Linked DNA regions of Astyanax mexicanus: region 2 is linked to region 1. The links are chromatin contacts, called in public Hi-C maps. All regions are on one chromosome and are shown on one strand. Each heading gives the region's core, a stretch centred on a gene start, on an enhancer-like site or on the middle of the called end of the contact. The rest is flanking DNA. Distances are from core to core; before and after follow the strand shown. Region 1 overlaps shc1 (SHC (Src homology 2 domain containing) transforming protein 1). Region 2 holds the start of shc1 (SHC (Src homology 2 domain containing) transforming protein 1).

Region 1 (5,378 bases), core at 1,830-4,329:
CACGTCTTTTAGGACTTTGCTAATGGGTTTTGCTCTACCCGACTATAGCAATTGGTGCTGTTTAGAACAATCTGATTAACATCTCGTCAGTTTATCTGATGATTAAAGCAGCTGCTCACACGTCTACGCTGACGGAAGACAAATATGCAGCGGAAGCCTCTGAGGATGAGAGCCTAATGAGCGAGGCTAGACTACTGCCAGCAGTAGCTCGGGCTGAGAAGTGTGCATACTGTTAGAACAGAAAGTGCTTTGGAGATTAAGGTAACAGATGTAGTGGGATTAGATTGCGATGAATTCTTGTGCTAAGACTGTTCTGCTCGAGTCCGTTCCAGACTGTTTAGAAGCGTCAGCTTTTAAAGACTGTCGCTTTTCTGGCTTGAAGCTTTGTTAGGACTCGAGGACTCAAGGACTTGAGGACCCGGCTAGGTCAAGCTGCTTTCAGGGTAGCTTTTCTCTCAGGAAACAGATTTCATATGATGGTACTATTCCGCAGCTCCTAGGTGTCACTTAAGGTAATGAGGGAGTGATTGATTTTCCAGTCAGCCTCTAATGAGCCCCTCTTCTCCGAGATCTCTGAGGGCGGAACGTCAGACAGAGCCAATCAGGTCTCATTATCATTAGGCTGACAAGCTGGTGTTTGTCATTCTCGGGGGAACTCCGCCTTTATAGGGGTTGGCGGTTTATCACTCTGAAACATTATTATCGCACATGACACTACTGAACACTACTGGACATGGTTCTCATTGTACACAGTTATTTCTGGACCTCTCTTCTTCACCTAAAGCCAACTGCGAGAGGTTCCACTAATGGTGCTCAACATTATCTTTTATAGAGGCAAATATTCGCCTTGTTTCTAGAACAGACACAGAACAGAAACAGAAGTTTCAGGGCTTAATTTTCTTTATTCTTTTGTATTCTGTATTCTACTCTTTCTATATATGGGCATGCATTTCTTTTAATGATCTACCTATACATCTTAGAGTTCAGACCGTACGAACCGTACACCTTTTTTTAAACGAGGAGGAAGAACGGACAAAAAGGCAGCCTGGAGAACGGGAGAGAAGACGTGGGAGGGGGAGCGGGGGAGAGAGAGATCGTCTGGAAGAAGAGAGCGAGCGTGATTGAGAGAGAACGAGAGAGGGAGAGGGAGAGAGAGCGGGAGGAGGAGGAACTCAGGAACAGGGCCCAGTACACTGTGTGGAGGCTTAGGGAGGGATTCCAGGAGAGGAGGGATAGAGAAGGCGGTAGAGGCAGGGGAAGGAGTGTCGAGGGAGGGAGGGAAGCTCAGCCAGAGGTGATTTGGAAGAAGAGGGAAGAGGAGGAGGAGAAAGAGAGGGAGAGGATACAGCTGGATGACAGGGGACCCAGAATCATTTGGAGGAAGAAGGAAAGAGAGTGAAGGAGAAGAGAAAAGAAGAAGAAGGCATGGTCGCCATGCAGGAAAAGGGAAAAGTATGAGTCGAATGAGTGAGTTGAATCCAGACCGGGATTGTGACCTTCCACGGTCTTGATCTGGACCTGGACCTTTGTTTTCTTGAACTCTTAAACTCTTGATCTCGTTCAGGTTCAGTCAGAATCTGTCTGATGAGATATGAGTATGTGTAAATAGCAGTTTTAACCAGGACTAAGTTAGAAGTTTAACTCTAAAAACGATCGTCAAATGATTGATTGTCCTTGGTCTGTGTAATTCTTAAACCGTTCGGTACCTTGTTCGGTCTAATATCCTCATGTAGTGCAGCGTAGAAATAGAGCTCTGTCTTTCATTAAGTGATCAGCATTTACTGGTTCAGTTTTCTCTCTCTCTCGTCCATTCTCTCTTTTTCCTCCCTCCCTCTCCCTCTCTTCCCTCCTCCCCGTTCCGTATTGATCTGTCTGTCCGCTGGAAGCCTCTTCTCTTAGAGTCTCAGCTGCAGCTAATAGGATTTTTATGGGACTCTGTTGGACAAGAGCTGCTCGAGTGGAGCCGAGCGCACGCAAATAGAAGGAAACATGCGTCGTCCAGGCTCCAGATTTTAGAGATTTCTCAGAGTTTCATATTTCTTTCTCTCTCTCTCTCTTTCTCTATCAGTCTGTCCCATATCGTATAAGGCAAGTAATAAACACCAGGAAACAGGTACAATCAGATGACAATCACTCGTAAGATTCTTCTGTAGAGCGTATGGTGCTCTGTAGTGAGGCTAATATAAAGCTTTGAACCATCATTAATACTATGCAGGCTAAGATCTGATGCAAACAAAAAAATTGTGCACAGCTAGTAACATGCACTGTGTGACAACACTGATGTCAAAAGACTGTATGATCTGGAATTTGACAAGAGGCCCTGTCTATTCCACTTGTTTTCACTTGCGCTTTCTCTCTCTCTCTCTCTCTTTCTCTCGCTCTCACTTTTGTTTCCTCTCTCTTCCTTGACACTTTTTTTTTTTTAACTTTCCTCTGATGTTTTTGCGCCGAGCTGTCACTGCACTGTCATCTCTCCGGTTCAGCGATGAAGGAATCAGTAGACGGAGAGAACCGAAGGACTGTTACAGAGAAGAGAATGGTGGTTTTTGATATTTTTGAAAAGAGACACTTAAAGAGAGGCCTAAAGAGAACTTAAAGCACTTTCGATTCGTCTGAGCGGCGTCGCGTCTTCGTGACGGACAAGTCACAGAATGGAACTCGTACCCAAAACGAAATACGCCCCCTTCAGGAGCGACTCTTTTAGCTCCACGGACGAGACTACCTCCAATCCGTCTCTCCCTTCCTCTGCTCCTCTGACCCCTCTCACTCCTCCAGGCATCCCTTCTTCCCTCTCCTCCTCCTCTCTCGCACCCATACTTCCTCCTACTTCTTCCCCACGTGCCACCGAGAACAGCCCCACCACGCTGTGCTCCTTCTTCCCAAGGATGGGGTCCTTGCGGCTTGGGATGTCCGCCACTCTGCTGCCCAGCCTAAAGGCCACAAGTCGCCCAGAGCACGTCGCCGGGCCCTGCGAGCTGCAGGAAGCACCTGCTGCTTCCACACCTGGTGCTTCTCTTCTCTCTCTAACTGCTCCCTCTCCTCCTCCTCGCCCCACACAGGACATGAACCGGCTGGGCGGGGCATCACGAAGGGGCCGGGTGGAAGGGGGCCAGCTGGGTGGAGACGAGTGGACGCGCCACGGCTCCTTCGTCAACAAGCCCACCCGAGGATGGCTGCACTCGGACAACGTGGTCAGCAGCACCGGCGTCTCCTACACAGTCAGGGTAAGGCTTTTACTTTAACTTTAACCAAACTTCTCTTTGGTTTTTTAGAATCATCCTTCCTTCCTGCTTCACTGGGGATCATGACCTGTGGTTTCTAACCATGGTTGTAGAGTAACACCAAGAATCAGTCTTGAAAAGCATTCCCAATCCTAAATCACCTTTTCTATCTTATCAAAGATTGCGTGTGTGTTGGGATTGGGAATAGTGGAAATTGTGCTGGCTATTATTATCCATTCAAAACCTCTCTGTAAAAAATCTCTGCAATGTAACTTAGTGCAGAGCTAAAATTGGACTGGACTTGTTTGTGCTTTCATGCTAACTCTGTAGAGGAAAAACTGATATTGGGATGATCATTCCGTAGCTAGATCAGAAAATTTAAGATCGTACACTATCAGATTATCTGTGCTGTTACTCACTTTCTAAAGATGTTTGTTAATATTTGACTTAAAAATTGAAGTGGGGTAAAGTCAGAATAAAAATCAAAGTACCATATTTTTCACACTGTAAGGCACACCAGATTATATGCACCATTGTTCTACACTAGTAAGAAACAGGTGTGTCGCCATGTTTTTTTCCCTTCTAATTCACATGTAAAGCTAAGCTAAGTAAACACAACTGTAATTCTTAAAAATAAATAGATTTCCAGATTTCCAATATTGCTGTTGACAGCGCTACATTGAGGGAACCCTAAATGTGTTCCAGTAAGCCAGGGCGATATTAGCTAGCGGTTTGTCCCACATAGATTGATTTAACAGGGTAAAAATGCAGACTACAGTCTGATATACTTACCTCTTAACAGCAAAAGAGCTAGTGCTTAGTGCGGTTAGCAGGTAATGCTAATGCTAAAGCTGCTCCAGCAGTGCTAGCTGGAGTAAGCAGCAGCAGCCTACAGGCCAATAATACTCACCTCTTAACAGCGAAAGAGTTAGCGCTTAGTGGCTAATGCTAATACTACTGGAGAACTAAACTGAAACTCCTGTTTAACTCTATACTTCAGCAGAGTGGCTTTACTGCTCCTTAATACCTGACTGATAAATTCATACATAAGGAACACCAGATTATAATGCATTAAAGGTTTTATTTGATAATTCAGGAACTGTGACACAGCAGTGCTGCAGTGTCTGTGCTGGTTCACCAAATGTTGGTTGACCAAATGTTGATACAGTATTTCAGGTCCAGGTTTGTTTCCTGACCACATGATTCTTCAAAACATCATAACCGCTATGAGAAAAGAGAACATGTCTTCAAGCACGTCTTCATTGCAAGTGGCAATCATCGGGGACCAAATACTCTTTGTGCTGTTATGATTATATAGTATATAAGACCAATTGATACTTTTGGCAGTGTGGGCAGTGTGCCAGGTCCTGCTGGAAAATGAAATCCGCATCTCCATAATAGTTGTCAGTAGCAGAGTGAAGCTGTAAGATATGAAGTGCTGTAAGATTTTGTGGGAAAACAAAACTGCACTGACTTTAGACTTGATACTAAAACACAGTGGATCAACACCAGCAGATGACAGACATGACTCTCCAAACCATCACTGATCATCAGTAAATTTTACATTTTATTTACATTAAAATCAAGGGAGCAGAGTCTGGAGGAAGAGTGGAGAGACACACAGTCCAAACTGCTCGAGGTCTAGTGTGAAGTTTCCACCAATCAGTGATGGTTTGGAGAGTCATGTCTGTCATCTGCTGGTGTTGATCCACTGTGTTTTATTATCAAGTCTAAAGTCAGTGCAGTTTTGTTTTTCCGCAAAATCTTACAGCACTTCATATCTTACAGCTTCCCTCTGCTGCTGACAACTTTTATGGAGACGCGGATTTCATTTTCCAGCAGGACTTGATGCACATGGATGCCGAAGGATATGGAATTTCAGCACAACACTGCTTCTTTTTTTATCTACTAATGTTTATTGGGTAAAAAGTCCGAACTGCAAACAAACTAAAGCGCGGTTCAGCAGACCTGGACCAAGTCCACCACGATTTCGTCAAAATGAAGCCCTGCTGTTGTGGCTTTATTGTGTGCATGATCAAGAGTTTAACAGGAAATGCTGTTTCTTTTAGGTTTAGTGTGTGTGTGTGTGTGTGTGTGTGTGTGTGTGTGTGTGTGTGTGTGTGTAATGCAGGAAGTGGTTTAGGCTAACATGTTTTG
Region 2 (5,378 bases), core at 1,781-4,280, 38 kb before region 1:
AGAACTCTGGTGTAAAATGGGCTTTTGTTGTAGTAAAACATGATAAAAAGTTCTTATCTTTGATGAATAGCACACCTCCGTTCTCCCACAGCGTTCTGAGATCCAGATATTTTAACAGTTTCTCCAAACACCCTTCAGACTTGGTGACACGGGGCACAATTTACCCTGATAAATCACTTTTTACACCGTTATCCAGCTCAAAGTAGCTCCACACCTCCTTAGTAGAAACTGGAGAGCCCTAACATTTAAAACGAATCCTATTTTTTTTTATCATGTTTTACTACACCAAAAAAGTCCACCTTACACCAGAGTTTTCTGATATTTTAACTAAATATTTGGATATTTGATGAAAATAATCCCAAGTTCTGAGTAAAACTAAGCTAAGTACACTGCCTGACCATAAACAAGGTCACCACCTGAATTGCCCAAGGGGAGCGTGGTCCACCTGAAGTTTTTTAAAGGGAAAATAAACTTTTAGTTTTTAGCTGTTTTCACCCTCTAAAACTGGTTATTGGGACCCAAAAGTCAGTCACAGAAACGTTCTGGGTGGGTCGCAGACAACTTGTAAAAAAGAAATACATTAACAAATTATATAATAATAAAATAAAAATAATTATTGCTCTGATTTTCTACTCGTCTTTTGTATGGAGAAGTAAAATATATCTCATTTTGTGGCCTTATTTATTTTGTGCAGTTTTGATATTAAATTTTATTGTAGTGACTTTTAGGGTCTTAGATTCACTTCGAATGCATGAGTATGTTTAAATAAGTTTTTGAAGGCGATTTGTAAAAAATAAATTTGTTTGGTTTGTATTCTATAAGAGTGGGTCTCCGGCTAAGACCAGATGACAACTGATGCAGGGAGTAGCTTCTCATTTGTTTAAAACTACAATGTGAGAAGACACCATAATCCTGATTTCTTGGAAAAATGTTAATCTGTTTTAGAAGGGTAAAATTATCTGCTGAAACTACCAAAAACAGAAAGAAGTTAAAAAGTGAGGGAAACATTATCTTTAAAGAAGGAATAAGATGAAAAAAACAACTATGTTCCAATTTGACAGACAAGTCTGTCATTTATCTCAATAAAATACATGTTTACAGTTAGTAATTGTGTAGTAGTGTGGTAGTAATGTGACAAAATGAATAAAAAAGGTCAAGGTGTATGAATACTTTTGCAAGCCACTGTATAGATTCTTGTCTTACCTTCTTAGCTGGTATTTAAAGCCCAGTGAGTGCTGTTGGGTCCAACTGCAACTGTTATTCCGATACAAATCAGTATAATAATCAGAATTAAGTTGTTTACAATTATAATAAATGCTATAATAATAAATATATAATGCTATATATAATAAATGAGCTAGCTGAATTAACCTAGCTTTACTTTACAGGTTTACCACTTTAACCAGCTCTTATTGAACACAGTTCTCTAATTTAAGGATCTGAATGCTTTCTCTGACTCTGAGAAAAATAACATGAGCATTTTAACTTATTTACAGCGTTAAAATATCAGATTAATGTTGCCTGAATTCTCTTAACTGAAGGAATATCGCTGAAGTTCGTCCTCCGCTCAGTCACCCAGCAAAACAAACCACCGGCTGAAGTTCGAGTGAGGTAACATGACTGACACACACGCTACCCAATCAGAATCAGACACGGCCGGACGCGGCGTGACGTTTACATTTAATACACCAATCAGATTAAAGAAGGGGGGGCATACTAGAACCAAAGCGGAAGTGCAGTCCCATATGCAGCCTCGAAGCCTTCACGTGTTTTCTGGGGATGTTCCATTTCCCTTCCTGCTCCCTTCCTCCCTCGCGCTGCTCACTAGACACTTTTACCAGCATAGGCTAAAACTAGCAGCCTGTTACTAATCCTCAGTATAGTTAATAAAGTAAATAAAAAGGTTGTGTTCAGATAAATGAATATTAATGAATATCTTACTGTTTTTTCTTAATTGTTCGTTATTAAATTCTTAAGTCTTATTGTTAATTTATATTTTTATTGTATTGTACTATTTCTATATGGGTTCTATTTGGGTTATGCTGATTTTTTTATGTTGATGTAATGCAACTTATAATGTCCTGAAAATGCTGTATTATATTATTATAGTAGATATTATAGTAATATAGTAGATATTATTATGCTAATAATATTAATAAGACATATATTATTGTTATTCTAAACAATAAAATGTATTATTACTATTATTCCTATAAACAAATGTATGATTACTCAATGTATTCTTTTTGTTACTTTTTAATAAAGAAGTAAAAAGGAAAAGCTAAGAAAATCACATAGATTGGCTAATAATATGAACAACACATGTATTGTTGTTATTCTAAACAATAAAATGTATTATTATTATTATTATTAAATAAATTGACAAAACAACAAAAGAAAAATAAAGAAACGTTGGCTAATATTACTAACAAGAAATTAAAGATTTTTTAATTAGGAAAAAGCTAAGAAATTTGTAAAGATTAGCTGCTAAAATTAATAACAAATGTATTATTGCAAATAACAATAAGAGCCACAACAGTATCCAGTATAAGAATGGACAAAAAAATAAATGTACAAAATGAAATAAAAAAAGACCCAACACTGAATTTAGTGTTTCTCTTTTTTCTTTCTTACTTCTTCTTACTTTCCCATCCACTCCTTTATTTTATCTTCCCTTACTTTTCCTTCTTTTCTTTTTTCTGATCTTTTTTTTATTATTTAAATAATTTTATTTATTATTATTATTATTATTATTATTATTATTATTATTATTATTATTATTATTATTATTATTATTAATCTCTGTAAAACAAGAATTCCAATATGATATCTCTCGTTGCATCATTATTATTATTATTATTATTTATTTTTTTGTTATAAAATACTTTAATAATATGTTTATTAGAACTATTTTTACTTCTAAATCCTGCAATACTCGATACTGGAGAAGATCGCAGATCCGCGTGACGCGAGGCGGAAGAGCGAGGAAAGGAGGAGGAGAGTGGAAGAGAGTGAAAGAGGGAGGGAGGGAGAGAGGGAGTGAAAAAAGAGAAAATAGAGAAGAGAGGAAAGTTTTCTCCGCCGTTTCCCGAAAGAAGTAGAGAGAGAGAGCAGGCTGGAGAGAGTGAGCTGAGGAGTGAGAGAGTGATTTAGAGGAAGTTTGAGGTTTATTTTTATTATTATTATTATTTTAATAGAGAAACAGAGAGAAGAGGAGGACAGAGAGGACCGGAGGGGCCGAGAGGAATAGGTGAGTCTGTGTCTGAAGTTGAGTTAACTCCGCTGGGAGGTGGGTTCGGGGTTGTTTCAGTGGTTGAAGGTTTGGAAATGCTGAAAATGAAAGTGTTGAGTAACTTTTAGGGCTTGTTTTAGAAGTTAGCTCGAGTTTGAGAGCTTCAAGTTGCGAATTCGTCCGTTCCACCTTAAATAGAGCAGCAGTTCCATTCGTGCGCCTGAGGCATTTAAGGTGGAACGGACAAGTTGATGAAGCAGCTAACTTTTTAAGCCTCGTGTTTGGTTGTAAATAGAGTCAGGCCACTTGTTATATAGATTAACACGTTTTAAAAGAAATTGCGTTTATTTTATTAACTGTTTCCAACTATAACTAACGCTGTGAATATTTTTTTCCTCACATAAGATAGTTAGCTAGCTAGCTAGCTACAGTTTAAACCTGGTAGCTAACTTAACTTACCTGTGTAAAAACTATCTATGCTAACAGGCTAACTAACTAAACCTTAGTCTTCTGGTTGGAGGTAGAGGTGGGTGATTTTGGTAAAAATATTATCGAAATATCACGATATTTAGCTAAAAATCTTTTTACGATACACAGTATTTTTCGTTAAAAAAACTATTTCATACAAACTAACTTCATTTTTGGTCAAATTAATCAGAACTAACTAATGGGATCTAATTATATATCTCGTACTCATTATAAATCTCTATAATGGTAAGTTATATAAAGTAAAAAGTTGGTTTGTGTTTATTATCTGCTAAGGATACATTTACGTTACATTTATGGCATTTATCTGACACTCTTATCCAGAGCGGCAAACAAGGTTAGTCCTTGTAGTCATTTTAAAACTAATTACATTTAATTTATTTAATATTTACAACTATAACTAACGCTATGAGGTATTTTTTTTCCTCACATAAGCTAGCTAGTTAGCTAGCTAGCTAACTACATTTTGAACCTGGTGGCTAACTTGCCTGTGTAAAAACTATCTGAGCTAACAAGCTAACTAACCAAGCAATAGTCTTCTGGTGGGCGATTTGGTAAAAATATTATCGAAATATTGCGATATTTAACTAAAAACCTTTTTACGATACACAGTTTTTATCATTAGAAAAACTATCCCATACATACGAACTACATTTGTGGTCAAATGAATCAGAACTAACTAATGGGATCCAGTTATATATCATGTATCCTAATGTGTTATATCCTATTATAAATCTCTATAGTGGAATATAAAATAAGAAGTTGGTCTGTGTTCATTGGATACATTGGATGTAGTGCTGGGCGGTATGACCAAAAATGTATTTCAAGGTATATTTCAAGATTCTGACAGTTTCACGGTATATCAGGCTATTTATTATTTTATTTTTTTTACATGACTTGGCTTTAATCTAGGTTTAGTAGTACATATAATATAAAACACTAAGGATTTAAATTGGGTTTACTTTGTCCCACAAAATATATACACAATATATGAAAAAATCTGACTTCATTAGCAGAAAAGAGCTTTTAAAACAATTTTAACGCTGCTTCCTTTTCGAAACAAGCTAAATAACTCCACAAACACTATAAATTAACCTAAAATACTCAGTTTAAGTATTCAAAGAGATATTTCTCTAAAGCTCTATTGCACAAGTAAGACACAAGTTTAATATCAATTTAAAATGTTATTATCAAACACATTAGAATCATTACAATATTAAAATCAGCCATAATTTTATAAGGGCTATAGTTGCTGCTCTTGAAGCATTTTTGCACCTCATATCCTGAGTTTACGGAGTTTTATCACTTGTGCTGAATAAAACGACGCTGCGCTCAGGACCGATTCTGGTCTCATCTATTCATGTTCATGTCGTGCTCCAGTCACTGCAGTATGTTAGCTTGTTATGTTAACTGGCTAGCGTTATCTAGCGAGCTGTATGCTTCTTTGCATACCAGTTTGAAATTCCCCACTGTATGAACCAGTATACCGGCCAGCGCTACTTGGATGTGATCACTTTTTTTGCAGATATTAAACTTTTTTTTTTTTTTTTTTTACTTAATTTTTTGTAGTCTGAGCTCATAATAAATGTAAATCCTAAATAATAAATGGAAACCTGATGCAATAAAATATTGTCATATAGCCCACCTCTAGCTTCTCGTT

What was found. Hi-C and Micro-C count contacts between places; a contact is called where the count stands out from the background.
Region 2: a contact with region 1 is called in a Hi-C map of muscle, with 2.3 times the contacts expected there. The contact joins the promoter of shc1 here to the enhancer-like site in region 1. A contact is called at or near these places in 2 of 3 Hi-C or Micro-C datasets (both in muscle).

The regions. Positions count from the first base shown.
Region 1 is chr6:2,307,197-2,312,574 of AstMex3_surface, reverse strand. shc1 (SHC (Src homology 2 domain containing) transforming protein 1) reads left to right here. Exons shown (of 13, transcript XM_022674208.2): 2 at 3,060-3,224. The coding sequence starts at 3,063. Among protein-coding and RNA genes, the nearest start is that of LOC107197790, 21 kb to the right of the region's middle. Within about 2 kb of position 3,079, the one cell type or tissue checked has an H3K27ac peak away from gene starts, as active enhancers do.
Region 2 is chr6:2,345,347-2,350,724 of AstMex3_surface, reverse strand. It overlaps shc1 (SHC (Src homology 2 domain containing) transforming protein 1), which reads left to right and starts at 3,030. Exons shown (of 13, transcript XM_022674208.2): 1 at 3,030-3,250. flad1 (flavin adenine dinucleotide synthetase 1) reads right to left here and starts at 1,616. Exons shown (of 8, transcript XM_022674211.2): 1 at 1,495-1,616.